Regions from separate parts of the Mus musculus genome. Here regions 2, 3, 4 and 5 are each linked to region 1. The links are chromatin contacts, called in public HiChIP or PLAC-seq maps. All regions are on one chromosome and are shown on one strand. Each heading gives the region's core, a stretch centred on a gene start, on an enhancer-like site or on the middle of the called end of the contact. The rest is flanking DNA. Distances are from core to core; before and after follow the strand shown.

Region 1 (5,813 bases), core at 2,212-4,711:
GAATGTTTGGGCACGCCCACACCAGAAAGCCCCGCCCCGCTCCCCGCCCACAGCTTTCAAAAGGCTGAGCCCTCGCCTCCTGCACACCTAGGCTTAACCCTTCAGCGTTTACCACGCTAAGGCAAGGAAGCGGGACTTTGGGTCACTAGTGGCTCTGAGGACCAATCCGGCCTTCTAGAGTGTGACCTAGGTATCTAAGTGTCGGTATGGCCACTTGTTGCAACTGAGACTGTTTCCTGATTTCTTTTTTTTTTTTTTTTTTGGTTTTTCGAGGCTGGGGTTTCTCTGTGTAGCCCTAGCTGTCCTGGAACTCACTCTGTAGACCAGGCTGGCCTCGAACTCAGAAATCTGCCTGCCTCAGCCTCCCAAGTGCTGGGATTAAGGGCGTGGGCCACCACTGCCCAGCTTGTTTTCTGATTTCTTCCTGATTTGGCATCAACCTCTCCCAAAGCACTGAGGTTCAATCCTTCAAGCACCCAGGCTGCTGTGGGCTTTTATCAAAGTGGGAATCAATTGTACTTGGCTGCAGTTGGCAAAGGTATGGGGAGGATGTTCCAGGTGAAAAGGGCCTGGTGCGTGATGCAGTACAGCGAAGGCTGGGAGTATATAGGGATTACCACTCCCTTGGTTCAAAGCTTGTAATGCCCAGGAAAGGTGGGAGAGTTCAGACTGCAGATTAGCAGTCTGTCTAGGAGTTGGAGCTCTGTCCTGACATGAGGTCACCTGAGGGATCTGTTAAATCGAGGTGTAGGATGAATCAGTAGCTACCACCTGACGAGGTGGGCAGAGACAGGCTGAGTGCTTCCAGTGAGAGGCCTGCTACTGTTCCTACAGTCTTAGGCATCTGGTTCTCAGCTACTGGGCAGGATGTGACTTCTGCTGTATGCACAGCATCAATAATCCCACACAGAACCTAGTGTAGGGCAGAGAGGAAATCAGGAAGGACGCTCAGAAAGGGGGATCTGCAGGCTTTATAGTACAAGAGATACCCCAAGGTGCTAAAGGGTATCTTAGGGAGATGGGCTAGTATGACCTCTGAGACAGGAATCCACACCCTCTTGTCTGCTGGATGCCACTGTGGTACCCAGAGCTGCTATCGATGCAGGAAGGTACTGCATCTATATGCCAGAGACTCAAAAATAAATAAATAAAAAATAGAAAGCATATTATGCCACCATAATAGGATATGTTCTTTGAAAAGCTGACTGTGTCCACCATAAGCCCCTAGGCCCCTACAAGTTCCAATGATATGACAAGCACCCAATTCTTAAAAAAAAAAAAAACAAAAAACAACTTATCTTCCTCCTTTATAGAATCTCTCATTACTGGTCTGCCATTCCATGCTTACCCATCCTTACTAGCAGGGTGTCATGGACAAGATAAACCAGAGCCACATTCTGTGAAGAGTCCAAGTAGCCTGGGCCTTGCTAGACCTGGTGACAACGGAGAGGGGTAGAGTCACCACAGGCCTGGAAGGACCCTGCAGGTGGGTAATCCCTTTACTGTAATGGGATAGAAAGAGGTGTGGTTTGTAATTTTGAAAGATCAGAACAGCGAGTGAGATTGACATAGGGAGGGTCCCAGTGTCCCAAACATGCTTTAGGTTCCCAAGATGGGCACAGCTGTCCATACCCTGCACTGGTGCAAGCCAGGAACACTACCTGACCGATCCCCATTCATGTGACTTCCTGGATGCCACACTGTCCTGTATGCAGAGGCCACAGTGATGGAGGAGCAACTGCCTCTGCTGCCAGAGGGAAAGAGGCATTCGATGACCTCCATCACTCAGCAAATGCCGTAAAAATCTCCCAGACATCACACATGGAGCCCCGAATTCCAGAGGGTCAAGTGCAGAGTGACATACTGTTACTGTTCTTCTGAGACATAGCCCTGGCTAGCCTCAAACTTGAGACGATAGTTCTTTATTTTTATTTTTATTTATTTATTTATTTATTTATTTATTTCAGAGACAGGGTTTCTCTGTGTAGCCCTGGCTGTCCTGGAACTCACTCTGTAGACCAGGCTGGCCTCGAACTCAGAAATTCGCCTGCCTCTGCCTCCCAAGTGCTGGGATTAAAGGTGTGTGAGACAATATTTCTGTCTCAGCCTCAAGAGCACTGGGATTACAAACATATCATCCCACCACACCCCGTTTGCTTAGTCCCTAGGCCCTTGTGATTGACAGTGGGGTTTGGGGACAGGTGCTGGAGAAAAGGCTTAGTGGTTATGAGCATGGTTAGAAGCCCTGAGTTCAATTCCTGTGGCCTTTTTGACACCTGGAGGTCAAGGAGGGCCTAGGACATGTATTTTGCTATTATTCCTAAACAGGGCACTGTATTCTCTTGGCAGGAAGTTGGGAGCTCTTGATGGTTTTCAGGGTGGCTGTTACAGACCTTGTAGGCGCAGGCAGGCACAGCCAGCTTCTGTGACTAAGACCAAAATGGACAAATGGGACTAACCTGGAAGTCTCAGGGATGCTAAGTCTCGGACCAATCACAAAGAGGCCCAGAGTCATTCCAGCCCCTGTGTGACCAGGACGGGGCAGTCCTGGGATCCTATAATAAACAGGTGCCTACATCTTTAACCAGCACTGAGGCACCTCTAAGGTGTTGCTGAGACACACTGCCCCCCCCCCCAATGCCTGAGGAAGGGGTAGGCAAGTCAATACCTACTCTTGAGGGAGAGCCCAGGAAGCTCTCTGTGAAGAGAGAATGTGAGAAGACAGGCCCGAGGTTGCATGCAGAGAAGCCCAAGGGCAGCCACAAGTTTGAAAATACATGGCCTATAGGGCAGATCCTGTGGCCGGCCAAAGGTGCACAGGTAAGCAGATGACCTGAGATGAGGCCTCCAAGTTGCCCTGGGGGTGTCCCACAGGGAGGGAAGGCGACAGACAGGAAAGACTGTCCCTCTGGAAGGCACCTGCTTAAGCAAGAGATCTGGTCTGGCCACTTCCTAGCTGGATGGCTTTGGACTTATTCCCTTAACCCCTTCAGGTTTCTTCTGCAAAACGCCACTAATAGCACCCAGCCTTCAGGGTGACTGAGACCAGGACTGGAGCCCTGTAAACGCCAGATCCCTTTGAAGTGGGCAAGCACAGGGCGTCCGAGGAAGGGATGCCCTTCCTTCCCTCCTTCCTAGTCCAGGTGACCAGAGGTCAGTATTTATGGGGCGCCGGTCCCTTAGGCGCCATCCTCAAAGACATAGGGCGACCCGGTCGGAGGACTGGAGCTGTCCGCAGAAAGATGCGGGGCAAAGGCACAGCGTGCTCAGTACGCTTCCCGAAACGCTTTAGGGGTAAGCTGTGCAGAAAAAAAATTCTCCCCTTTGAAGTTTCCGTCACCCACACTTTGCTTTGCTTCGACTGCAGTCCCTTTAAGAGCTCCGCGGGCCGCCTCGCCCATCTGAGGAATTTTATTGGTCTGTTCCACTCCTGTGGGTGGAATCCCGTTACGATAGGCTGCTGGAGGCCGAGGGGGCGGGGATGAGTGCCACAAACAGGGGTTGTGACTGTTTTCACAGTTTTGCTTAGACGAAAAACACTAGCCAAGGCGCCTGAGAGTCGCCGCTGCCAGGGGAGGACCGGGGAAGTCCGCGGGTCCCGTGAGTCCTGCGCGCTGGCGGCGTCCGGCCACCTCTGACCGATCCACGTAGCATCTCAGCTGCGGTTCTTGCGCGACGCTCCCCGGTTCTCGCTACCTCGCAGGGGTCGGAGTCCCGCGGCCTGCGCAGCCCTGCTCTCAGGTAAGCGCGGCCGAGTCCTCATCTCCTGCTCCGCCAAGCTAGCGAGGAGGCCCTGCCCCTGCTCCTTCTTCGGGTTCGGGCCTACCGTCTCCTTCTGTCCCCGTGCCACTTGGGGTACAGCCGCAAGACAACCTTTGAGAAGTTTCTGGGGACCCTAGCGGTCAGGACCGGATCCTGGATGGAGCTGGACACCCGCCGCTCCGGGTGCAGCCAGAGCTCAGCGGCAGCCGGAAAGACCAGCCCATGCTCTGCCTCTGCCTTCCTGGCCTTGCGGAAGGAAGGGCAACTCCACTTAGCTCCGTAGCGAGGAGGGGGTGGTGGGGTCTGGGGTCCAGACACCCCCAATCCTTGTCCAGCCTGGTTGCATTGTGCTGGAAATGTGTGCGCGTCATAGCATTTTTTTGAGATCTTACCTGTTCTAGAGGGTTGGGTCACAAGACCTAGGACAGACAAGACACACAAGCATGTAAATACACCTGCTGCCGATGGAGTCCCAGTTCTATAAACAGCACACCAAAGAACTGGGTGGTGGTGGAGGAATCGGGAGGTGGAGGCAGGGGGGAAATCAGAAGTTCAAGACCTGCCTTGGCTTTTTGCAGAGTTGGAGGCTAGCCTGGGCCCAATGAGACCCTATCTTTAAAAACAATCATTGAAAGAACAACAGCCAGGTGGGCTAGATAAAGTCCACTTAGAGGGGGAGGTAATGAGTCAAATGATGGGATCAAGCTGCGGGTAAGCAAACACAAAGGCCCCTGAGGTAGGGGAGATATAAGTTGGTGGCTAAAGAAGGGCAAGAAGGATTGTCAGGAGGCAGAGGGCAGGTCACCTGGACCATCCCTTCTTCCTGTTGTCCACAGTGGCCTCTTAGGACACAATCTCTCCTCTATCACTGAGGCTGACAGATTCAGAGAGGCATGGAACTTAGCCTCTATCCTCTGGGGATTTCCTATGCTGCTCTGCAGCTAGATTTAGAGGCTTAGCAGCCTAGGAGGGAAGGGAGAGAACTTTGGGGGGCTGCTTGCACTGCTACCTTCTACTGGGTAGGAATCCCATAAAAGAACTCAGAAGGTTTGGGCAATCCCATTGCACAGATGGGAAAGACAAGCTCTCTCAACCTCTCCCAGGGCAGGGAGAGAAGGCCCTTGGGGAGGTGTCTGGGGTGTCCGAACAGGTCCCACCTAGGCCCAACAAGCTAGCCACAGAGGGTAGGAGGAAGGCGAGGCTTGAGTCGTGGGCAGGAGCCTGGCCTCTGGAGAATGCGCTGAGGTCAGAGCTGCCCTTTCAGGTTCACGGGTGGAAGAAACCTTACCTCAGTTCCCCCGGTCTCCAGAGGCCTGGGCTCCTCCATGATGCTCTGTTGCTCCTTCAAGATGTCATAGCTCTTCTTTGTCCCAGTCTGCCCCCTCTCCTTCCTCTTTTCCCTGGTGGGCCAGCTCCTTTCACTTCTCTATCATTGCATGTGCCCAAGGCCAGAAGATCTGGGGGAGAAGCCCTGGGCCCTAGGATAGAGGGTGGGGTCTGTGGATCCCCTGGGCCATGCCTGCTCCTCCTTTGATTGGGGTCCTGATGGTGCTTGTCCAGTGTACCTAGGAAGGAAGCACAGGGCATGGAGGCTGTGCACTGGAAGAGTGTCTAATGTGTTTGTTACCATTACTTCAGTTATTTCAGTAGCACAGTCATGGCAGTGCAGTGAACTTGACCTCCTCCCAGCCCCAGTACTGCTGGAGTAGGGGTATTTCAGGTTGGGAGTTTGTCCACTTGCTCAGGTAGAAAGGAGTACCTTGAGCTATTGCTAGGTGTAGAAGTGGCTATGATGTTGGGCTCTGGAGGGGACAGCTGAACTATGGGTCGCCACATCTGTGAACATTGTGACTCCTAGGGATGGGTTCCCAATCCTACAGGGAAGTGTCACAGGTGGCAGCTCACACCTCACCCTGTGTTCATTCCTTCAACCTGTTGCCTGTGTTCTCGTTCTCTCTCTCATGTATGTGAGTGTTCTGTCTGCATGTTCACCTGCATGTCCGAAGAGAGCATCAGATCTTATAACAGATGGTTGTGAGACACTTGTGGTT
Region 2 (5,813 bases), core at 983-3,482, 790 kb before region 1:
CTGTGGTGCGGGTGCCCAGCTCAGCGCCCGGCCCCATAGAAGCCCAGGCCTCTTTTTTTCTGTTTGCTGGAGTATTCAGAAAGAAACATCCACGCCAAATCTCTTTTTGCGCGTGCTCCAGTCGTCCCCTGGTGGCCTAAAGAGGGAACGGGCCGTGGTAGCACACTGGCGCCACCTCAAAAGCCAAGGAGAGGCAGGCACCAATAATGAGATGCGCAAGCGCAGTTGGTGGCTGGCTTCGGACGCCGCCGCGCATGCGTGCGCCCCTCCTGGTTTAAAGGCCTGGTTCTTTCCCTGCCTTCCCTAAAGAAGGTGGATCCACTATATGTCCCGGTTCCAGTATTACCGCGCCTGAGATTCACGAAGTCCTGCTTCAGGAAGTCGAAGGCAAAGGACATGGTTTTGCTGGTGGCCTAGCGGTGGCGCTCTGGCATCCCTGGGCTGGAACAGTGCATCATGTTTTCTACTGTCTCCTTGTCTCCATTCTTGCTGCTCTGGTACCCAGAACCTCAGGCCATTACAGCCCCGTGCTAGCCTGCACTTTAGTTCCTCCAGTAGCAAGAAAAGCCTTGATGCCTCTCTTGGAAGTCCCTGAGGAGCGGAGGAGACCTGGTCTCACATCTCACCAGGTTTTGAACCCTTGAGTGATGCACAGCCTCACTTTGGATCCAGACATGGCAGATGGCTCTAAAACCAGCCCACTGCCTTAGCCCATGTGTCCCAAGGCCACATGGCAGGTGGGCCCATCCCTGGTCAGCCCTGTCTTGGCTCAGAGCACAGTACAGGCCAGGGAAGGTCTGCGGGTTCTGAGCTGCCTCCATTTGTCTTGGAGGCTGACATGGAGAAAACCCCAAAGGCCCAGTAGCCCTCACAGTTTCACCACAAGTATCCTGACCGGGTGTCTGGTGCCGAGCTGATAGTGCAGGCCCCGGCCGCAGCCCTGCCGGAAACCGCGCTGCCAGCGGTTGGGGGCCGCAGGCTGGGACAGGAAGCGCCCAGTGCACCAGAGCCTTCTGCAGACCTGCACTGAGACCAAGCTGCCGCCATGTTGAAGATGGACTCCTGAGGCTGGGCAGAGGCTGTACAGTTCACCTACCTATCACCAGGCTGGGGAGGTGAGAGCATCAAGACAGCCTCTGGCCCCACCTGGTCCCTGCCTCCCCACAACACACACCCCTTCCCCTACAACCCCACCCCCATCCATGCCCTTGACTGTGTCCTCCTAGCCTCTTGCCTCAGTTTACACGTGACCTATGGCTGGTCTAGACCTAAACTAGGGAGCCTTAAAAGGTTAGTACTCAAATGGGAAAAGACAGTGCACAACTTGGAGAGAATTCTGAGGTTCCATTTTCATGTGGTGATGAAGCCAGGGAGAAGGCAAGGTTCCCCTTCTTTTGGCTTCCACTCTTAATGAAGAATCCAGGATTCCCTTAAAAATCAGTGTCTTAGTTGGCTTTAGCCACTATCATGAAAAGCTGCCTGGGTGGCTTATCAACAGGGCTTTACCATCCTACGTCTAGAGAATCCTGAAGGGAGGTGTGGGCATTTGGGTGCGGTGAGACTCCTCTTGGTTATTGGGTGGGCTTTTCACCAAGTCCCTCATGCTGGAGAAGGAAAGAGGAACCTCAGAGACCTTATCAGGTCACTCATCTCATTGATGAAGGTTGTTCTTCCATGAGCTAATCATTATCATCATCACACGCATGCACGCACGCACGCACACACACTCACTCACTCCATTAGGGATTAGGCTAACATGAATTTGGGAGCGTACACACATGACTATGGCAAGAACTGGAGTCTGTTGAAATGCTGATGGGAGGTGGGGGGAGGGAGTGATAGGGAGGGAGAGGTGTTAGAGCCAGGAGAGAAGGAGCCAATGAGAAGAGTCAAAAGAGCAGGGTGGGTGGGATTTTGAAAGGACACTGCCAACCAGCATCCTAGGCTAACCCAGCATCCCACCCCCACCCCCACTACAGCTTTGGCATTAGTCTCTGAAGTGGACTGTGGCTGCATTCTCCTGCTCTCCACTCTTTAGTAGTTGAAACAGAGGCAGAATGTTAGTTTTACTCCAAAAAAAAAAAAATCTTTGTTTTGTATCAGGCACTGTCTCAGGCACCAAGTAGGACACAGCCTCCCGTGACTTGGAGAGGAACCAGATACTACAGGGTGAATCATTTCAGGTTGTGACAGAGACTACTATGTCGGAAATGACAGGGTGGTGTGATGAGCAGAGTTTGTCCCTACCGCCTACTGTCCTTCTTCCTGCCCCCTCTCCCACACATCCATCCCAGCCTCTGGTGACTGCAGAACCTCCTGCCTTGCAATTGACTGACCCAGCATGTCCTCTTCCTCTTAGTTCCCAGCTTCCTCTTCAGAGCCCAACTCCTGCAACCAGCTCTTCTAGCCTCTGCTAAAGGTTCCGACTCTACCTGACAGCCCCTTGGGGCCATCTGCCCATCGGAGAATTGTGTTTGCTGTCCTTTCAGTCTTGCATTTTCATCAGGGGACAGGGATTGAATGACAGAAGGCCTGAAAGGGTTGGTGAGCCCCAGCACAGACCCCTGAAGCGCAGGGGGTCTGTCCTCCAAATCAGCAGGGGCAGCAGCCCGGAAACTCTACTGAGTGACACCATTAAGTGCTTTATCAGTTTGCATGCATCTGGTTCTGACAGCAAGTGGAGGTATCAGCCAAGATGCCAGTCCCCCAGACCTGGCCCACAAACTCTGTAGCCAGCACGTGCACAGCCTGGAGCAGACCTCTCTCTCTCTCTTTCACCCTCTCTGCCTACCTGCCTCCTTTCCTCTGCCAAGGATGGTTGCCCATCTTCAGACCAGACCCATTCACAATATACCCGGTCACGTCTTTCACAGTATCTATGTCCACTTGCAGTGATTCAAGCCTTACTGTACTGTGACGGATATCTGAGGGCTTTGGAGCACCGATGCCCAAGAGCGTTGGTTACAATGGGTGGTGACAGAGAGTCTGGGGCAGCCTGAGCGGAGGATAGCTGCAGCGGCTTGTTCTCTGTCCCAGGGCCTGTGTCTTCCCAGGGTTGGTGAGGCAGGTGAGACTGAGGGGTACGGTGGGTTTCCTTGCTGCCTTGTCAGGAATGGTGGGGTGCAGTTCTGTGCTTTGGGCTCTACCTGGAACATCTCACAATGTTCAGACAGACGTGTAAGAGCTTTTGACACAGGCGCCTAGGTACCTCTTTGTCTTCTGTGGGTATGTGAGGCATATAGCCAATGGCAGGCTCACAGCCATTCCAAAGTTTGGATGTACACAAGACACTACCTTCACCAAGGCACATTGTCATGTGCAGCGTATATATACATAGGTAAACATGCACGTCCACCGATAGATGGGCCTTTGTTGGGCACTTGTTTAGCTCTGGATGTTGTTCTTGGCCCTGGGAAGTGAGTACAGAGGGCCGGCATCCCCGTCCTCAGAGCCTTTGATTGCTATAGAAACTCCTGAACCAAGTCAGAACACACATGGAGCACACAAGGGCTAGGTGTGAGCACATTTTTTGTCAGGTTGAAGCTATAACTCCCTACATGGCAAGCAGGGGGGCTTGCTGGGTAGGACCTTGCACCAGCACTTAGGCCTGGATGGAGAAGGCGGGTCAGGGTAGGTGCATACAAATGAGGAACTGCAGCTAGGAAAGGCACAGTGTTCCTGCATAAGCTCCCACAGCCTTCCCAGGAGTCCAGACTTTTCACTTGCAGTTGATCCAGAAGCAGAGGGGGCAGTTCAGGAGGGCTCTGTGGGCTCCAATATTTGTCTAGAGAGGCCGGCGGAGAACACTATAGAGGGGCAGGATGCAGTAGAGCCTGGCCGAGGAGAGGGGAAGGGCTGGCTCCAGAGAAGTGGTCTGTGATCTATGTGTCCGGGCAAGCATATGTGAGTAGGCGCCCATGTGCCTGTGTTCCTTTTTCCTTGTGGATGGACTAGGGGGAGGAAGGCAGCCTGGGGCAGTAAGAAGAGGGTGACTGTGAAGCAAGTAGTTTCTTCCCTCATTTCCCCATCAGACAGAAGTCCAACCAATACTGGTATTGTGAGGGTGACAGGCATGTGACATCATCGAAGTAGACATTGCACTTAGACACAGTGGTGAGGATTTGTGTGTATTCATGGTGGGATTTTAGAATTGCTAAGGGTTTGGGAATGGCAGATGCCTGCTCCAGTGTGGCCACCTGTGACTCAGAGGACACTGTCCACTTGTGCACATAGAGGTCACAATCCACAGGGACCTGGCCTCAGTCCCTTGTCTTCTAACAATTTCCCCAAGGGAGGCAGCTTTCTAGAGCAAAGAGGTTTACTTGGCTCCCAACTCTGGTGTCTGGATAACCCATCAAAAGCAGTATGTAACCATCTTTCTGGTTGGTGGCCCCGGCAAAGACATAGTGTGGCAGAGAAACAGGTAAGGGAAGTGCAGGGTCACTGAGGTGGCTCTTTGGTAAAGGCATCCGTTGCCAAACCCGAGTTGGATCCCTGGGGCTCACACATGGAAGCAAAGAATGGATTCCCCCAAGCTGATCGCTTTGTGTGGACCATGGCCTATAAACAACAAATGTAATGGTAATAAAAATAACACAGGACATGCAGGGGTAGTGGTGGTCTCTCTTCATAAGAACCTGGAACCGAGTCTCCATATAACACTCGTTTCCTACCCCACTCTGCCTCAAAGGTTCCATCACCTCAATATTGAGCTGAAGCCACACTGTGAGCTTGTGAGGCGACATGAGGACCTCCGCCCCAATGGCTCAGCTGGGTCCTGCATGGAAGACCTGGGGTGTAAGTGAGTGGAGCCTTGGCCGGGTCCTTTGTTTTCCCTGTTCCTGTGCACTCTTCCCTCCCCTTGCTGTATCTTCCAACATCCACCGAGGCTCGGAATCCACCCACCCCTGTGTGAGTGCCTGCGGGTGATAAGTGTCTTCCCAGGGCGTCTTCGAGGTTTTCCTTGTCTTTATAACAGTTGGCTGGGTGGCTTACTACAGTGGCACTGATTTCCCAGGATTCTACATGGTGGAAGTTCAAGATTCCTGTGCCAGCACCTCATGTTCTGGGAGGACTCTTGCTACCCCCATCAGGGAGAGGGTGCTTGGCTGTGGGGTCTTGTCTCAGAGTCTTATAAACAGCTGTACCTGAGTAGGTTTTCAATATGAGAGTTCATTGACATTTATAGATTTTTGTATTTACATTCATTTCCCCTCGTGTATAAATAATTTTAAGTTGGTTTTAACCAGTGAAAACTCATGATTTTTCTGAAAGGAAAGGGAAGCGATGCCCTGTTTGGTATTGTATGTGTCAAATACTTGTATAAAGGAGCGAGCAAACCTTCTAAGCAGTGCAGTGTCTTTTAGCATTTGCAGTTTATATTCCTTTATGTGAGGAATTTTAGTCAAAAGTGCTTAAAATGTTAACAATTGTCCTTTGAAAGGATATCCAAAAGGTTTAGAAAGGTTTAAAACATCACACAGTCTATTTCTTAAGAATATTTATCAAGACATTAAATTTTTATTTTGTAAAAAGAAAAAAAAATGTAGCCTTTGTTACGTTGGAATACTCAGAGCAAATGCAGCAAATGCAGGCAGTTCATCATTCACCCGTGACGCGTGTGACCAGGTAAGAACACCTCTCTGGCTTCCCTCTTGTCCACCTCCCAGTCCCCGGCGGAGGGACCCCTTCCCTCTTTTTTTTTTTTTTTTTTTTTTTTTTTTGGTCTTTCGAGACAGGGTTTCTCTATATAGCCCTGGCTGTCCTGGAGCTCACTTTGTAGACCAGGCTGGCCTCGAACTCAGAAATCCGCC
Region 3 (5,813 bases), core at 2,254-4,753, 650 kb after region 1:
TGAAAGAGCATAGGACACTTTGAATGATTCTGAGAGAATGTGGCAAGACACAAGCCCTGTTAACCCCACTGCTTCTGGATCACAGGATCTTCTCTGGGGGTGGAGAGGTAGAGGTAAGGTAAGCATACAGTAGCATGGCTCTCTGTCGCTCTGCTAGACACTAAGGCAGAGTGCTTTAACAGTGCTCTCAGCTCTCCTTTTATAGGAACTGGATTCTCAGTAGTGGGCATGTTTAACAGAACTACCCTGGCCTCTGAAATCTCTACTTCCCCTCCTACTCTTTTACCCAAATTCTAATGTATGAGCTAGGGAGGGATCAGGTGAGGTGGTGCCCCAAACCAGAAGCTCTGTCCTGCTTTGTAGCTGCCACATCCACTTGGCTCTCCAATGTCAACATCTATAGATAGGCATTAGCTACAGCAGAACTTCACTGTACAGTTCTACATGCATCTACTACAGAGGTCAGGGCAGCCTCAGTGTCAACCTCAAAATGGGAGTGACACTGTCCCTACCTGACAGAAACTCTAAGGATCAAATAAGAAACATATACAAAGCCCAGGACCTAGGCCTGGGGGTACACACCCACAGATGTATAACACAACCACAAACACCTAGGTGTTGATGAAAAGAAGTCACCAGTGATGACTTCATTCCCATTTCCTAAATATAATGACAACAGATTTTGATATACTGAGTTTAAAAACAAAGGGGGCTACTGGTGTTTTTTTTTTATATAGATTAATGGAATGTTCCATTTTTTTCAAACCACACGAATATATCTGCATCTAATGAGACAGTTGTGCCTACCTGTCAAGCCTAAATAATCAAGCTGCCAAAAACGGAGCTACAATGACTCAAATGCAGACACCCTGCAGAATCCCTGGGGAGTGCACACCCACAGGGTTTCAGGAGCAAGGGAAAGATACTTCCAGATACCAGTTGTGCACTGCAGTGTCAGAAGTTACTGACCCTCCAGATAGGGTACCAAGTCAGGACTCAGGAGCCTGCAGACACAGGTTATCTTCACCTCCCTCTTGAGACTGGCAAGATGAATACCACTCTGATGCTCTATGGCTGTCACCTCCTTCCCTTGGAGACACAGATCTGCTGCCTGCAGCCAGGGAAGCTGCTGTGGAGAACCCTACCCTCCATCCCCGGAAGCTGCTCTCTTCCCCATTCCTGGTCAGAACTACCTATGCTGATACCTCTCACAGTGCTTGGCAGAGCCAGGAAAGCTGGCCTTTCTTTAGGACATTTTCTGCACATAATTAGGAAAGTCTCTCAGATTCTCTTTACAATCTTTCTTCTCCAGGATTTCTGAGTATGATAGCTAGCAACCTCTTCTGAGCAAAACACCAAACCCAAGTAGACTGGCAGGGGCCTTGCTTTCTCATGGTAGCCATCTCCTCTATTGCTGGCCAGCTTCTTAATACGGGCACTACTCTGAGGCTCAGGTGAAGGTGTCTAACATTTCATCTCTGGGGTTCGTTCCATATCTAAAGTGGCTACAAATGGAATGTATTTGGAGGTACATTATCCCTAAGGAAAGACCCTGGGGCTCCTGGCAGCATCACACAGGCAGAAATCAATCTCTTTGTAAACCAATTAGAGGTAGCACACATGCTTTTCACTTTGCAGTGGAGCAGTTAAACAGTCTGCTTTGGAAGGAAACATCAGGAAGAATGTTCCTGGATAACTTTACCTCCTCTCTCCCCAGTTTGCTAAGTCTCAGCACCTTAGCAACAGCTTTGCCATGAGGGAGTGTCCAGGCAAGCACAGAAGTATACAGTCCTGAGAGCTGAACCATGGCTAGCTTTAGGCATCTTCCCCTAGAGAGGGAGTTCTACTTCTTCTTTGGCGACTCTGTAACACAACGAACCAGAACTCTAATTGCTAGGATGATTTATGGACTGATATGCATATTAAGTCCCTTCCTTTTTCTACCTGTATTCTAGAAACTGTACACAGAACGTTGGGGGTATCAGCACTGCTGTGGACAAAGGAATGTGCTTCTCTTCCACCTGGAACTTACATAGCCACACCACTTTCAAGGCGGTATTCTCCCCCATAAAGGCTAAGCAGCAGAGTCCTTCCTCCCTAACCCTGAGGAATGACAGTCACTATGGCAAGCACCTTGTGAGTAACACCAACTTTCAGTGAGCTGGGAATGTATGTATGCTGTGCCCTTGAGACCACTGTAGTACAAGAGCTTGCAAGACAGGAGGACAAAACCCAGAGCTCTCTTTTCACCCACTACTACCTAAAGGACAGTCATGAAGGCTCTGAGCAACTACTAGGAAGCAACAAAGGCATTAAGGCCAAAACAGGTGGGGGCAGCTGATCAGTGTCTTGGAGTGGCTGCCAAGAAACCGAGAAGAATATGGCTAGGACCAGCTCTCTGAGAAAGACATCCCTACAGAGACCTTCCATATTTACATGAGACCCCACCCTGCTGTGGAGTTGGCAGCAACCAATTCAGGGCAAGCCAGAGCTATGGTAGGCATGCAGGCCAGCTACAGCATGCTCATAGGAATGTCACAGATGATCTTGCCATGTCATCCTCCTGGAGACTCTCCAGAAGGACACAGAAGAATAGGACTCTTGCCACTAGACCCTGGCTTCTTCAGAGAAATGAGCAGCAGTGGCTGTACTGGGAGCCAGCATTAGGATCCTTTAACCTAATGGCTATTCACCACAGTTCAAGTCACCGCTAGGTTAGCTGAGTTCCCTCCATGTCTTCTCCGGGCCTTGAAAAAAAAATCTCCCTTGCTGCCAAAACTGGCAGTCCATCCGCCTACAAGAAAGTCAGAATCTGCTTGTTTTGTGCAAAGACGCCAAGAAAAGGCGCTTGAAGGATGTCACCAGCTCTTAGAGAAGATGGTGCAAGGAACCCTCTGTCTCCTAACCATCTGTCTGAGGACAAAGTCCACAGAGCCACCCTTAATCCCACCCTAATTTGAGGCATTAGGCTATGAGCAGCCTGGACTACACAGCCTGAGAAAACAGTAACCTATGGTTGATAAGGGAATGACCCAGACCATCCCTCCTCAAACCTCAGCATTTCTCACCCTGCCCCCCCATCTAAGCCCAACTGTGCCTCTATTGCTCTGGACTCAAGCCAAGCTGCCACCAGCAACATCCTCGGAAAGAAGCAAACCACAGCAAGAAGAGGGAGCCCATCCTCCAGCCAGTGCATTACAGGGGCTGGAAGATCTCCTTCTCTGATTCTCAGGGGCACCACTTGGTCTCTTGAACTGCAGCAAGCCTAGGGCAGCCACAACAGGAGAGTAGAGTTAGCAAAATCAAAGGCTAGGAGAGAGGTGGAGAGTCTGCCAGAAGAAAAGGCATCTCTGGCTTCCTAACCAGGTTCAGTGTCTCTAGAATCAGCAGTTACAGACCCACTAAAAGGCATTTGGGCAAGAGGACCCTTGCTCTCCATCCCACTGGGTCTTTTGCAGCATTTCAATCGTCCCCACCAACAAGTGGCCCAGGACTGCCACCTAGTGGACTCTGCTCAATAAGCACGACAGAGAGGGGCCAGACCCGAGAGAGGTTGGGGGTGGATGTACAGCAGTGTGACCTCATTCCCAAGATTCAGTGGGATTCTCCCAAGCTGTGCAATAAGCCAAACTTTTGAGAAAACAGTTACCCAGGAGTCAGAGTGAAAAGCAGAAAGAAGTCAGTTTATGAGTCTGTCCTCCTTCCCAACTTTTCCCAAGAGCAGACAGCAGCTTCCCTGCTCACACCTGCCCTATGGCAGTACAGGAAAGGAAATTCATGGAGTAGGCACACCAATTCCAAATGCCCTTCTATGCTGCTCCTTCCAGAGATTTCAGGACATGAACTTCTTAGAAAATACTTTCCATGGCCATAGGAAGTGGCTCACTGTGGACACAAGAGGTGCTCCCGAGAGGAAGATAGGAACCCAGATCGAGTATGTCTGGTAAAGGGTTGCACAGACCTAGTATACGTCAATGTCCGGGGCCCCTCTGCCTCCCTTTGCTTCCTAGCCAGGATGAGATGAGCAACTTAGCTTTGCCATGTCCTTCCACCTGCCTCCTCACTGCCAGAAATATAGCCAGCTATGAGCAGAGAGTTCTGAAACCATGAGCCCAAGCAAGCGGTACCTCCCTTTCAACTGTATCTCTCAAGTATTCGTCACCGTGGCCAGCACAGTTCCTAATGGCTCCTAGAGAACAGAAGCCACACAGAGTTCAGAACAAGATGAATGTGGGAGTCACTGAGGGTGGGGCAGTGAGGAGGCAACAGCAGAGAGTGAGAATTTCCATCTGTCCCCAACAGCCATGCCTCCCTCCTCCACTGTGACAGAGCTTCAGCTTGACGACAGTTAGACACAATTCCTAAACAGCTTATAGCTGAGAGAGGCCACAGGACCGTCCAGCCAACAGGACATGTCTAGAAATGGTGTGCTCAGTTCTGTTCTTGCTTTTAAACTGGCCGTGATCTCACCAGGCCCCCCTCCCCATCAGGGAGAGCTGGAGCAACCACCTGGAAGCCACACATGCTGAGGCTGGAAACCCTACGAGCCCAGACCACCGAGCTATGGAAAAGGGTGCTGGGTCTTTCTACTTGTGTCACTCACTGTGCTGCTGGGCTCCCAGTCAATATCCTGCCTATCTACTCAGTCCTCCAAGACAATCAGTGTCCTGTCTGATCATCACAACTTTCCCTGGGATGGTGGTGAGCCTCCCACTGATCTTGCCTCCTCCACTCTGAGCCCTCCTCCACCTTGATAAAGACCTACCATAAGCTCCCTCCTATCTCCAACCCTGACTGTCCCCTCTGCTTGAGAAATCTTGTGACTTGAGGACTCCCTTGCTTGCCCCTTTTAAGTCACAGCTTTCTCAGCTTATGACCCCAGGCTTGTCAACGAGTTCTCCTCCTCTGACCTTGACTGCAGTGCTGCCGCTCCTCATCCTCAGACCTCTCCCCCTCCTCCCTCAGTCTAAGTCCTACTGACCCTCAGGCTTGGTCCAAGTGTCAGTTTCTCAGAGAAGCCTCTTGCACACCTCAACCTACATTAGGTCCTTATTGCTACTCTCACTAAGCATTGTCCACCTCACTAGCATCTCTCTTAGCTCAGTTTGTAGCTCAAGAGTGTTTGCTTGTTTGATGTCTGCTTTTCCAAGGGGAGTCTAGGCCACAGCAGAGCAGGTTCTATGTCAATAATGCATGTCCAACACACTAAGACAACAAAGCCCAGATAGACAGCTGCAGCAGAGGAAATAACAGAAATCCATGTGAGGACAGTGAAACTCAATGGACAGATTTGTTGGAAAGATCATAGAGACATCTGAGGAGGCATTCATGGAAGTAGAAGCCAAACTGTCTGAGAAGTGAGATCACAGCTTTACCACCGCACCTCCACCACCCTCCGTGATAAAGGGACAGGAAGAGGAGGGAGGAACCTAGAAGGGCTGCTTAGGAAAGGCTATCGTCTTCAGAAAGGGTACTAAGTATAAAGAATGGGGCTCTGGGGAGGAGGAAGCGACTAGGTCCAGGATCCAACCCAGGTCACTTGAAGGCAAGGTACCTCAGAAGCAAAGACTTAGAAGCTAGGAAGGGGCTAGGGAAAGGTGTGTGTGGCTGGTGTGGCAGAGAGTCTTTGCAATGGGATGCCAGGAAAGGTGATCTTTCTAGACTCTCAAGGTCTCTCACAACCCTCAGGAGCTAGGCCCAGGTGTGGAGGAGCATCTAACTGAAACACCCAGGCTGAACAGTCATATGTGGCAGGCCTAGAGGATAAAACAACATGCAGAAGCAGTTCTCAACACAAACTTGTCAGACAGGAG
Region 4 (5,813 bases), core at 1,972-4,471, 560 kb after region 1:
TGCTTATCTGTATTTTCTCAATTTCTTCTAACTATGAACACATATTATTTAAGAAATAAACAACAGGCAATTTAAGGAGAAGGCAATGTTATTCCATGGCTGGGTAAATTCCAAGCAGATGGCCCAGTAATTCCTATGACACACGTACTCAAGCAGAGTTTAGGGACTGGGAAGGCAGCAAAGAGCACCTAGTGCCATTCAGAGAATACTCTCCATCTCAGGTCCACACAGGCCTGGCTGTGTATATTGCTGCAGGCTGACCTCTGGGTACTTCAGGCACTGAGCTCTGAACTCTGGGGACAAAAAAAGGGGAGGGTCAAAAAGTGAATTAGGTAAGCCCATGACAGGGAACAGCTCTGTTGAGACAGCAGGCACATGTAGGCAGCACAGGGAACGGTAGGAAGGGGCTTCCAAAACAGGCAATACTTGTCAGGCTAGGAAGGGCCCCGAGACACAAGCCCAACCCAAACCAGAGTCTTGCAGCCTAGGCTGAGGAATCTTGGCCTTGTCCTGATTTGCAGTGGAAAGACAATGAAAATCTTGCTGTACAACTGGATGCCGGATCATGGGTGGAGTCCAGGAAAAAAAAGTACAATAGTGGGAAGGAAAGACATGGCTTCAGTTCATATAAGAGACTACCAGGCTGCCATGATGGAGGGAGCATCAAGGTGGGCCAGGAAGCACTAGCTCAGTGATATGCGGAGGACACAGTCCCCAGCACTAGGTCACAGGATACTGAATCCCAATGTCAGGGGTCCCTTTTTGGCCTCCCACTACCATACCAGCAGGAAATACTAAGGGATTCACATGGTCAAATCCAGCTGATCTTGGCCTGTGAGGGGAGCACTAAAAAGGAAAACATGGGAATGGTCCTGGAGCAACTATTTATTGAAAACTATTTAACAAAATCCTCTCCAACTGGAACAGGTGACAACTTGCACATGTGATGAAAAGCCACTCCTGGCTCTCCAACCTATAAGTGTCCAGTTAGGAGACTTAATGTGCTGCGGGGACCAACATAAAATACATGTGAGCAGGAAGCACTGCATATTGTGGCTACTGTAGGAATGCACAGAAACTACTCCAAGATACTGATTGAGTCTGGGCTGAAAAGGACCCTAGCAACACTAAAGAGCAAACAACACAAATCAGTAGCAGTAAGCAGCAGTTTAACCACAGGGCTAGCCTTTGACCTGGGTGGCAACTCCCTTTCCTAACAGGGTCTCCCAGCATTTAATTTGACTTCTCTGGCTCAGGTTCCATGCACTGAAGGAGGAAAAAGGGAACAAGCCATTGTCATGAAAAAGCCTAACTTGTATGACCATGGGCTTCAGAACTAAGAATCAACTGTAATATGACTGTTGGATAAAGACTTATACCCCAAACAAATAGAAATCCAAATATCCTGGAAGAAGGTATTTTTGGAAAAGAAAAATCGAAGGAATTAATGTTTATCCCCTGAGGTAAGATGAGGACATTGTAGTTGCATAAGAATTACACTTTTGAGACTTATGTGAAGTACCTGGGGAGAAAGGCCATGGCTGCTGCAAATTGGCTTTTAAGGTGCTTAAGCAAAGAACAAGGCAGAAGCAACCATGCCACGGGGAGGGGTGCTTGCAGTGCTCCTGTGTGCTCCACTCAGGAACCTTCCCCAGCAACAGTGTTGACTTGAGCCTGGCAGACGCTAAATATTGATTCCCTGAATTCAGGTGGCCAGAACCTCAGGGCAGCAAACTCTAACTGCTATCTGTAACTCCACCCAACTTGTGGTACCACTGCTGTGGATGGCCATGCCAGTTCACTGCCCAGTAGGCTGGTGAGAGTCCCCACTTCCTGGACTTGTTTGAGGATGGGACAAAAAGAATGAGAATGAACCACTCACACTATGCTGACCTCTGTATCCCCACTCTGGCTGCATCTCTCTCAAGATTTTTCTCTGGGAGTCCTTGTCACTTGTTTCATCTCTACAAAAGTGCCCTGCTCTGCATCTCAGTGGCACCTCTGGGTAGGCCTCCTGTACTCAACAGAGGTGTCTAATGGACATGCCTGTGCAGCTGTTCTTGCAGCAATAACACGCTTACTCACTGTGTGGCTTGATCTCTTCACTCCTAAAGAACCTGTGGCCATTTGTTGGCATGCCCACTTCTGACTCTGGATTAGCTTCTGCTGGACCCTTTCCAAAAGGTGTTAGGAGTGTTCCTTTCGGATATACAGGTTTTCCACTCCTTTCTCAACTACAAATATACTCTTGATGAAACTTCTTGAAAACACGGCCAGCCCTTTCCTCCTCACATGCCTACCTCGCCCCTACAAAGCCCAGTGTTAGCTTCTCCAGAGAGGAGGACTGACAAGGCTCCCTGGGTGTGGCTCACAAGTCCTGCTACACAGGCTTTCTTGGGTCTACGCTCTCTGCCCCCACAGAATCCGGCCTGCTTCCCACATTCTCTTCCAAGATGATGTAGAGAGGCAGCATGGTGTGGTGAAAGGAGCAGACTCCATCTATCAGCTGCACGGCTTCTGGCAGCTTGCTCAGCCTGTTTCCGAGTTCTTTCATTTGTAGAACACATGTAATATAATCTAGCTTGCAGGGCTGAAGCCAGGATCAGCGATAACTTATGAAAGGGGCCTGGCACATGGTACAGGCTCACAAAATCAGAGTGACTATTGTCTTGTAGGATCCACTCCTCTTGCTTAACACTTCTTAACCATGTGCTGGACATTCTGCCTCATAAGCACATGTCTAAAATTAAGCTCATCACTGGCCCCAAAAGCAGTAGCTCACATGACTTTCTTTCCTTCAATGGTACCATTATTCTCATGGGCTTTCAAGCTCAAATCTCTCTCCAGCTTTCAGGCCTTACAGACTTTAAAACTATCTAAGGCCACACATTTCAGTGAGGTCCCTCAAAATCACATGCCAATTTCTATTCATCCCCACCTCCGATGGCCTATGTGTGAGGCACCTCTGCTGAGGCTGGGCCTCCACCTTTTAGGCTGCCATGGCATCTTGGTCATTCTCCAAACACTGCTTCCACTAAGCAGCCTTCTTGGCAAAGCTCCCTTCTTCCCCTCCAATAACCCAAATGCATTTGTTTCCTGTTTATGTGCACATACTTTCCTCTCTTTACTCTGGAAAATATTTACTAAGCCCCTATTATATGCCTAACACTGCATTCCTGGCCCCCACCGATGAATCACCCTTTCTTAATGACACTGATCAGGACTGTGCTCAACAGCTTTTAAAGGAAGGAGAGAAAAAGCCATAGACACTAGCATGGACTAGTCAACATGGTATGTGCTGTGTGTGCTATGATCTGTGGGAGGGCCCCAGGCCCCAGGAGAAGGGAGAAAGCAGCAGAAGATATCAGGCACTCCCTGGTGGCCTTTCCTCCTCAATGGCTGTCCCTTTTTTTCCTCAAAGTCTAACATACTGACAGGTGAATCTTTCGTAGGTCAGAGAGTGGATCTTGGCCAACCCATGCACCTGAAGTGACCAGTGTCCCACCCCCAAGCTACATATCTTTCAGTCAGGCTGTCTCCACTGTTCAACCTTGTAACCCTCAGATCTGCTTTGCTGTTTTTAATGCAGATAGATCACACATATCTCTTCCATACCTGGCCTCTTTTAGTTCCTTCACAGGGTTTGCAATCTTCATCATTGCTGTCTGCAGCAACATGCTGCTCATTCTTGCTCTTCACTGGATAGATGAATGAATTCCTTGATTCTGGTCTTAGGCTTTCCTGAGCACTGCCCCATGGCTTCTTCTGGAGAATCTTTTGCGTCACTAGGTACATCCATACCTGGTCATAACAGACCTAGACCTCAGTTTCCTGACGCGGCTTTGTCAATGTACTCCCATAGCATCGTCTGAAACTCTCACCTGCTCTCACCTCTCTCATGGTGGCCTTTCTGCTGAGTGTAGGATAGTGTCACCCTGTGAGTGAAGGCCATGCCTCCCTGGTGTGTACATGCTCACTAGCAAGTGAAAACATTGTGGATACACTGATTGACACCCCAAGAGACAAGGATACCTGTGCCTAGTCAGGCAGGCTTTGTGAGTGTGTTAGTAAGATGGCTGATCAGGACTGTCTGGATCTGCTTACAGGCCTTCTTTATCAGAGAAAAAGGAGGAAAAAGGGTTGACCACTCAGGAATAGGCAAGCAGATGTGTACAGACGTCTGTGCTAGGAAAGAGCCAAAGTCTAAGAAGAATACAAACATTTCTGAGTTTTGTGCTTTCTCCAAATTCAGTCTTGGAAGCTAGTTTACAAGCTTTCTCCTCTGTGCAGCTGGCAAGTTTGGGAAAGTGAGATGAGGTCTTACAGAAGTGGGGAGGGGGTTCTTTGTGGCCCATAAACTAGAGCAAGGGTATCAATCAGTTCTCTCTATTCCAGAAGACTCTACAAGGTGGAGCCACACATTGCTTATGCCTCACCACCTCCCCTCCACACCAGAGGATCCATGGCCTGCCCCAAGCCTCACCACCTCCCCTCCACACCTGAGGCTTCCATGAAGCAACAAACTTGAATCGATGTGGAGTGGTTATGTACTTAAAATTAAAAAAGAGGAAAGGGTGAAAATAACATTAAAGAGAACTTATTACTTATGTCAGTGTGCATCCTAATGTTTGCTTTACACAAATAATGACTCATGATAAAATAATGGGCAGATAAACACCATACTCAGCACACTTGTTTTTCCATTACCAAGGCTGAACTAGAAGATGTCTACAGGACCTTAAAGCATACTTGTCCCCTCTCTTACTCAGTTCAATGGGTGGCCATGGTTAGTCACAGTCAAATGAGCTTTTACCAGCAAAAGCAGTCAGCTCTGTGGGCTTTTCAGGCATTTCACAGGAGTCACTGTGAGAAGCAAATGCACTGGTTTAAGAGATACAAGTCACCCCAGCTGATTCTGGGCACACTGTGGGGATCCTACCCCAGTTTGTTCATCTCCTAGAACAAACATGACAGCTAAGTGCATGTTCAGCTCGAGTGCAAGCACGATGGTAAGAGATCCTCTGAGCACAACTCCGAGGACAGTGAGGGTTTCACCTACCTGGTGCATGTATCTAACACTCAATAAACATTCTCTTGGTGTGTGAGAAATGCCAGTTCAAACTAGCCCCAGCCCTCTGCACAATGCCTTGCTTGTGGGACTCCTGGTAGGCATTCATAAAAAGCCTTATAAAGCCCAGAGAAGAGGTTTCTCCATCTCAGAGAGCAGGAGATGAGGGCAGACCATCTTCAGACTAAAACTCACCTCTGCATACCTAGGTTCAAACTCACAGCATACATGTACATACCCATGCGCATGCACCAATCCCAAACTAAAGAACTCACTATGACACCATACAGGATCCCAGGTGGCTACAGCGCAAAACCAGAATCTTGTCTAGAGCAACATTTCCATAGGTACTGCCTACATTAGCCTTCATTCTTTCTTCACAGATGGCACAGATGAGTCTATCTTAAAGATGAGGAAATGGAGACATAGAGAGAAATGAGAACTGCAGAACAACAGAGACAACCTAGCCTTTCAGACACTGATACCCAGGCTCTGTCAGCTCAGCTGAATGGATGACTGTCCCCTGTGACTAGTATGCCTATAGTTTTTCCTCAGGTGCATGAAAACATTGGCCCATGTCCTCAGCAGTTCACTGTTATCCTTGGCAAAATTCAACACTCTACACTTATAGCTTTCAATGTGGTACACTGTATAGTTATGTGGAAAGTTTGCAGCCTCTCCTTCCACACTAAAAGGCCATCATGGCAGAATAAACACAGTAGTATAAAAGCACCACAAAGTCTCC
Region 5 (5,813 bases), core at 1,581-4,080, 520 kb after region 1:
TAACTTTTAGTTCAGGGAGTGGCAAGCTGCAGGTCACAGGCCAAATCTGCTGGCTACCTTGCTTATAAATAAAGTTTCCTGGCTACACACACCCAGCTTGTATGCTGCAGGATCAGTGGAATGGCTGTGGTGGAGCCTGCATGGTCTGCAAAGCCTGAAACATCTATTACTTGTAAAGAAGAATGTGCTGACATTGATTTATTCCCATCCCTACTGGACAAATGGGCCATGCTGCCTAAAGAGGTCAAGTGACAAGCCAAAGTCATACAGTGAGCAGCAGTGTCAGGGCTATCCAGTGTCTTGACTCCTAGACTGAGGCATGCTCTGTTGCTTCCCATGATGCACTGTGGGAGGGTCTTAAGGCATGGACCTATCTTCTCTGAAGTTATCCATTACACATATACCTACAGACTCAGGATGGCAGGACAAACCTAGGAGCAAGAACATGCCAGCTGTGTTTGATCCTGGTGTTACAATGTGATTTTCAGTAAGTTGCTTAACTTGTTAGTCACTTCTGGTCACACAGGCCTAGCCTAACACTTTCCTTTTTCTCTAAAGCTCTGACATCTTCGTTTGCTCCCAGAGAAGACTGATACTGACATCCTTTCAGCCTCAGGCCTTTGCACTCCAGGTGGGAGTATTCAGATCCATGCAGTTGGTCAGACAAATAGACTGCAGGGGAAGGCCACATCTGGAGGCTGAGACAGGGTGGGTTAAGTGGGCCCTGTACAGAGGTGTAGGGTAAGTGGTCAGATGTCTTGAGTGGGGTATGAAGCCAGTAACAGATGCCTTTGTGTGGCCCTTTGTGGATGCCAAGGTCAGGTCCTTTGCACAGCAATGTATTCACTCCTGATAAGGGACTCTTGGCGTTTGAGATGAGCAAACAGCTTCAGGCTCATCAGTCCTTGCAATAAACTGACATGACAGTGAAAGGACTCTGGACTCTTAGGGCTGGACCTCCTTGCACATTTGTCAGGCTCCACCTGGCTCTACCTACCTGCTGAAGAAAAGCAACAAGCCAGTCCCTGGATGGACAGGAAAAGAGAAGTCTGAATACAGGTTGCCAGGAGAGCACATTATGTGGTGTGGAACCCGATTAGGTCTATAGGGAAGGGAACTAAGGCAGAGAACTTCCTCTAGGAGACTAGGTGAACACAGGTCTGGGCTGGAATCAGGCTCCACCTTTATCCGCTCTCTGAGATTTCCACTGTCTACAGTCTCAGGCAGGATTGGTGGGAGGTCATCATGAAAAGGAGACTCTTGCAGGAGAGCTTAGGAACACAGAGTCCCTGGCGGGGAGGCCCAGGAACTAGAAGGTGGAGCAGGTCATCTAGCTTATCCCTTCTAGTTTCCTCTCTCCACACCAGGGAGCCTTCTCTAAGGCATGCCAACAACTTCAGTACACAACAGGCATGAAATAAACACAAGTCTTCCTCACAGCCTGGCAGTAGAAGATCTATATTAATGGCACACTCGGGAAGCTTTCTGCTTCTCCTCTGAGTCCTTGCGCTCACATCCCTGCTTCAAATGGTGTGACATTCCCTGATATGGCTGTCGTGGCTGAGGATAAAGGCAGAGGCAACCTGATCAGTCTCTCCCAATTCCTCTAGCACATGTTCCTTTGTGACCACTGGGCTTCTGGTGGAGCCTCCTGAGGATGTGGCCTGGCTCATGGGCTCACAGTATGACAGCACTTTGGTGTGTACTGGCCGCAGTCTGTGGTAAACCACTTACTTCCTCTAAGCTTTGATTTCTTAACTGCAGAGTGAGAGAAAAGCACCCAGATCTCCCCAACCCACATACACCGTAGAGCTTCTGAAGCCACAAAGAACCTCGTGTTCTTTCCACAGACGTGGGTCTTTCTTCCTCATAAAAAACCCACCCAACTCTTTTGAGTTTCTTTTCTTCTATATGTGTTCACGGGTCAGATCACAGGCTTCCAGGCCCAGTCACTTGCTGAGTCCCTCTCAAAGAGAGGACTCAAAGGCTGAGATGGGGCCCATGTACTGTGGGCAAGCAGAAGAGGCCTAGAGCCATTGCTCTGTATGGTAGGCAGCATGCATCTGTCCCAGGGGACATAGAGCCAATCATGTGGTCAGTAGGATTTGTCATAGGAAGTGTCCACAGGCCAAGAAGTGGTTACTGCCACCCCCCCCCCCCGTAGCTTCCTCTATTTTCCTCATGATGACTCAGTGAAAATCCCCCATTGGTCCCATCCTGACTGCCGTGCAGACCCATGGCAGTGGGCTGTGTAACAACCACTGGCCCAGAAGCACAGGAAAGGTCTCCAAGCCACAACAGAGGTTCATTTGTCCATGAGCCCCTGGTTCTCCAGCCTTCCTCATTAAGGACAAGGATCCTGTAGACTACAACTTGTCATAATTGTGGGCTTCTTAAGGACTGGTCAATTTGTTCATCCTGAGAACACTAGGAATGGGGGTGGGATCCAAGTCAACTGGAGCCTGTGCTCTGGCCATATGGATGCTCAGACACCACAATGTCACAATTACAAATGGGCATGAGGCCAGTATTTTGAGCTGTCAGAATACCTACCAGAGCAGCCTGTAAACTTGATCAGACAGTCTTCTTGGGAACTGATACCTGAACTGAACCCAACCAAAGTATTTCTCTCGCTCCCCCTCTCTGCCTCTGGTGGTTCCAACAATGGAGTCCACGGTCTAGTTCATGGCAGACTAGCACTCAACTTTACAGCACAATTTTTGTCACATCAATATTTTCAAAAGTGAAAGCAGGCCAGGGGTTATAGTGAGTGGCAAGCATGCTGGGGCTTGTATCCTGGCCCCACCCATCTCCTTCCTACTTCTGGGTGAGGTCATGGTACACTTGTGAGCACCTTGTGGGCAAGTACTTTAATTAGAGAGCATTCTGTGAGGCACGCTGTGAGTGGGCACTCTGAAGGACCACACTGAAAGCACACCCTGTGAAGGAGCACCTTGTGAGGGAGCACAGTGGGGGGAGGGCTCTGTGAGTAAGCCCTCTGCACCTCAAGTCAAACAGCTCCTACCATGTCCTCTAGGCCAACAAATTCTCCTACCGTTGTAAACAGTGCTGAGGAGAACAAGTGCCTACCTGCAGCTCTGTGTGTGAATGAGCCTATCTACAGAGAATACTCTAGAAGTCAGGGTCTTGAGACAAAGACTGCATTTATTTCTAATGAACTGTAAAGGATAAGAAGATATGAGCCAAACAAGGAGGAGGACCCATGAAGAGAGAGAACATGGGTGTCCAAAGGGCAGTGCAGGTACATGAGGGGAGCAGAGACTGTCAAACAGTGGGATCAAGGGCAGGGAGGGCTAAGATACTCAGTGGGTGCAGCTGACTCAACTTCAGGCTCAGAGCCTGAGTTCCAATGAGGGGTGAATAAAACCCTGGCTTTGTTTGTTTTGTGTTTTTTGAAACAAGGGTTTGTTTTATAGCCCAGGCTAAACTGGAACTCATTATGTAGATAATACTGGACTAAGAGTCACAGTGCTCTTCCTATCTCAGCCTCCTGAGTGCTGAAATTACAGTCCTCAGCTACTATGCCTGTCTGTTTAAGTGAGGGAATAGCAAAGCAGTACTGTTTTTAAAAGACTGTGGCAGCTGTGGACAATGGAGTCCCATCTTTCTGGAGGGGTCATCAGCACTGGAGGGTCCTGGACTGCCCAGGACCTGGGAGCTACAGTTACCACAGAAGCTCACAGGCTTTCTGACAGCTCTCTGATGGGCCTGCACTGTCCGCACGTCATCTGTGCCCACCATCATGAACTGATAGTTTTGGAGACTTTTCTTCCCATAGAGTCCTCAGGTTCCCACTTCTGGAATGCCTTTTCCTCTGCTCTAGACAGCTGCCCCTCCTCCGCTGCCTGCAGCTGCTTCTTGAGCACATCTGAAGGCAGAAGACCTGATCTCCATTAATTAAATTTGCCATTAAAAATTAAATAATGTGAGTAAGAAGGTGTGAGCATTATCTCTGTGGGTTTCAAAAGTCGCAGTGTTTCTTCAATTACTTCCCAAGCAGTTTTCATATTTCATACTGTCTGATTTCTCCAAGGGCCTGGATTTGCAAGATCAAAAGAGAGTGTGAGGGTGAGAGAAGCAAGGTGGGAAGGCGGGAAGGGGAGGATAGCATCAAAACATGTCGTGGGCAGGAGAGATCGACCTGCTATCCCCAGGCAGAGCTAGGAGAAGCAGCAGAATGGAAAGATGTAGGGGCACAGAGGTTGGCAGCAAGTCTCCCAAGTGCAGGTCAGGGTGAGGCCCATGTGTCCATGTATATGACAATGGATATGGAAACAAGAGCTTACCCTATATGCCTGGAAAAGAGCTGCTCCTGGGCCAGAGCCCTCAATACAGATACCTAGGCCAAAAGCATTCAGGAATGATCTACTAAGGAAAAAGAAAACAGGGCTGGGTGTCATGGAGACCCAGCTTGAGAAGGGTCATAGCATTAGAGAGAACTCAGCTGATATCACTATGGAGAAACCATGCAGGGCCATGTAGGAACAGAGTGGGCTTCTGGTGTTCAGGTCAGGACCTCTCCTCCTAGTGTGTGTCCTGGGCAAGACTTGCATTGCCATGTCCTCTCCTCTGTACAGTAAGATGATGGAGTAGTCAGCACAGGCTGGATGGGAGTGGGGGCAGGGCAATGCATTATAGAATTACACAATGCCTGGCACACACTGGACACTCAATAAATGTTTTAAGAACTTAACAAACAACGCTCACTTTATGCATATGAACCAACAAGGCCAGCAGAGTGTGGAAGAATTCTGAGAGCTGAGGAGTGAAAGAAGGCTCATCATAGGGCTTTTAGTCTCATTTGCTCATGGTCTATCCCCAGAGCCTGTGAGAGGGCCTGATACAAGAATTGCTGAATAAATTAAAACCAAGGCCAGAACCATAAGAGTGATGCACAGGCTAGTTAGGAGGAAGACAGTTCCTAAGCTCCAGCTCTGCACTGGGTCTGTACTCATAGATTTAGCAGGCTACTGCAGACCAACTTGGGGTAGCACATGGTATGACCAGGGCACAGAAGACTAAGGCATGGCTTGGGGAGGGCAGGCAGATTGAAGCTCAGGGACTTGGATTCCTGCCCAAGTGGTGGGAGTATTTTAACACAAGCTGTGGGAGGATGCAAGAGGCAACAGTCACATGTGTGCTGGCCTTAGCAGCAATATACACAGAATCAATATCCAATGGGGGTGAGAAATATGTCTCCTCAGAAGGTTCACTGGTCTTCCTTGGCCAGGCACTATTGTAGGGATTGCCCAGCAGGCCAATTTGATTCCCAGAAAGCTCAGAAGAGTTATTCTGAGGTAAGAACTTAGCAGATGAAGAAACTGAGGAGGCCCAGAGAGGCAAAGGGACAACCAAGGTGAAAGGACAGGAGGTCAAAGAGCAGGGTGGGACAGGCCAGAAATGGATGCAAACATGTCCAACACACCATAGTTCCAACACACCACTTGCTTCTTTTGTACATTCAGTAAGCATATATTGGGTGCTTGCTATTTGCCAAGGCTTGCCCTACAAGCAGTGAGCACAGCAGGCAAGGGGATGAAGTCCTTGTTCCACAGAGCTAACAGTGTGGATATGGAAGAAGTAAACAGATAATTTCACTCAGTGTCAATGCCACTTGAAAGATCACACCAAAAGCTTAAGGGGCTATGGTTTTCATAAGGTGTCAGGGAAGGCCTCTCCCCCTGCCTGGCCACCTCAGGCAGTCAGCTAACTGACATGAAGTCAGGGCTTGGGCAGGGTCTGACAGGGTGACTGTACTAGGTGAGTTCTTGATAAAACAATAAACACAGACA

The links. HiChIP or PLAC-seq counts read pairs in DNA pulled down with a chosen protein or histone mark.
Region 2: an H3K27ac HiChIP or PLAC-seq map of bone marrow-derived dendritic cells shows a contact between it and region 1, with 5 times the contacts expected there. The contact joins the enhancer-like site here to the promoter of Tpra1 in region 1. A contact is called at or near these places in 15 of 39 promoter capture datasets (the 3T3-L1 cell line, 3T3-L1-derived adipocytes, the C10 cell line and 9 more), 5 of 484 Hi-C or Micro-C datasets (the G1E-ER4 cell line, cardiomyocytes, cerebellum and 1 more), 17 of 115 datasets of contacts at active chromatin or transcription factors (the NIH/3T3 cell line, the SCID.adh cell line, T-cell acute lymphoblastic leukemia and 8 more) and 1 of 9 other capture datasets (adipose tissue).
Region 3: a contact with region 1 is called in an H3K4me3 HiChIP or PLAC-seq map of bone marrow-derived macrophages, with 3 times the contacts expected there. The contact joins the enhancer-like site here to the promoter of Tpra1 in region 1. A contact is called at or near these places in 13 of 39 promoter capture datasets (the 3T3-L1 cell line, the C10 cell line, the HPC-7 cell line and 7 more), 1 of 484 Hi-C or Micro-C datasets (bone marrow-derived macrophages), 17 of 115 datasets of contacts at active chromatin or transcription factors (the 230-238 cell line, T-cell acute lymphoblastic leukemia, acute myeloid leukemia and 13 more) and 5 of 9 other capture datasets (adipose tissue, embryonic stem cells, liver and 2 more).
Region 4: an HNF4G HiChIP or PLAC-seq map of pancreatic cancer cells shows a contact between it and region 1. The contact joins the enhancer-like site here to the promoter of Tpra1 in region 1. A contact is called at or near these places in 5 of 39 promoter capture datasets (the 3T3-L1 cell line, cranial neural crest, hippocampal neurons and 1 more), 1 of 484 Hi-C or Micro-C datasets (bone marrow-derived macrophages), 6 of 115 datasets of contacts at active chromatin or transcription factors (the 230-238 cell line, bone marrow-derived macrophages, forebrain and 2 more) and 4 of 9 other capture datasets (adipose tissue, liver, macrophages and 1 more).
Region 5: an H3K4me3 HiChIP or PLAC-seq map of bone marrow-derived macrophages shows a contact between it and region 1, with 2.4 times the contacts expected there. The contact joins the enhancer-like site here to the promoter of Tpra1 in region 1. A contact is called at or near these places in 4 of 39 promoter capture datasets (the C10 cell line, liver, neutrophils and 1 more), 1 of 484 Hi-C or Micro-C datasets (bone marrow-derived macrophages), 11 of 115 datasets of contacts at active chromatin or transcription factors (the 230-238 cell line, bone marrow-derived dendritic cells, bone marrow-derived macrophages and 8 more) and 2 of 9 other capture datasets (adipose tissue and macrophages).

What each region holds. Positions count from the first base shown.
Region 1 is chr6:88,898,790-88,904,602 of GRCm38.p6, forward strand. Tpra1 (transmembrane protein, adipocyte asscociated 1) reads left to right here and starts at 3,462. Exons shown (of 12, transcript NM_011906.2): 1 at 3,462-3,741.
Region 2 is chr6:88,106,004-88,111,816 of GRCm38.p6, forward strand. No RefSeq gene overlaps it. Among named protein-coding and RNA genes, the nearest start is that of Mir6376, 4.7 kb to the left of the region's middle. Within about 2 kb of position 2,233, at least 27 of the 459 cell types and tissues checked have an H3K27ac peak or open chromatin away from gene starts, as enhancers often do. A contact at or near this core is called in the G1E-ER4 cell line, the HPC-7 cell line and bone marrow-derived dendritic cells, where this site is marked.
Region 3 is chr6:89,549,993-89,555,805 of GRCm38.p6, forward strand. All of the region lies in intron 4 of Chchd6 (coiled-coil-helix-coiled-coil-helix domain containing 6), which reads right to left. Among named protein-coding and RNA genes, the nearest start is that of Chchd6, 43 kb to the right of the region's middle. Within about 2 kb of position 3,504, at least 38 of the 459 cell types and tissues checked have an H3K27ac peak or open chromatin away from gene starts, as enhancers often do. A contact at or near this core is called in bone marrow-derived macrophages, forebrain and pro-B cells, where this site is marked.
Region 4 is chr6:89,459,395-89,465,207 of GRCm38.p6, forward strand. All of the region lies in intron 5 of Chchd6 (coiled-coil-helix-coiled-coil-helix domain containing 6), which reads right to left. Gm46966 (a long non-coding RNA gene) reads left to right here. Exons shown (of 4, transcript XR_003956465.1): 4 at 1,257-5,813. Among named protein-coding and RNA genes, the nearest start is that of Gm46966, 9.1 kb to the left of the region's middle. Within about 2 kb of position 3,222, at least 27 of the 459 cell types and tissues checked have an H3K27ac peak or open chromatin away from gene starts, as enhancers often do. A contact at or near this core is called in adipose tissue, bone marrow-derived macrophages, macrophages and 1 more, where this site is marked.
Region 5 is chr6:89,420,006-89,425,818 of GRCm38.p6, forward strand. The region is part of intron 5 of Chchd6 (coiled-coil-helix-coiled-coil-helix domain containing 6); the gene reads right to left. Among named protein-coding and RNA genes, the nearest start is that of Gm52910, 11 kb to the left of the region's middle. Within about 2 kb of position 2,831, at least 134 of the 459 cell types and tissues checked have an H3K27ac peak or open chromatin away from gene starts, as enhancers often do. A contact at or near this core is called in the 230-238 cell line, adipose tissue, bone marrow-derived dendritic cells and 4 more, where this site is marked.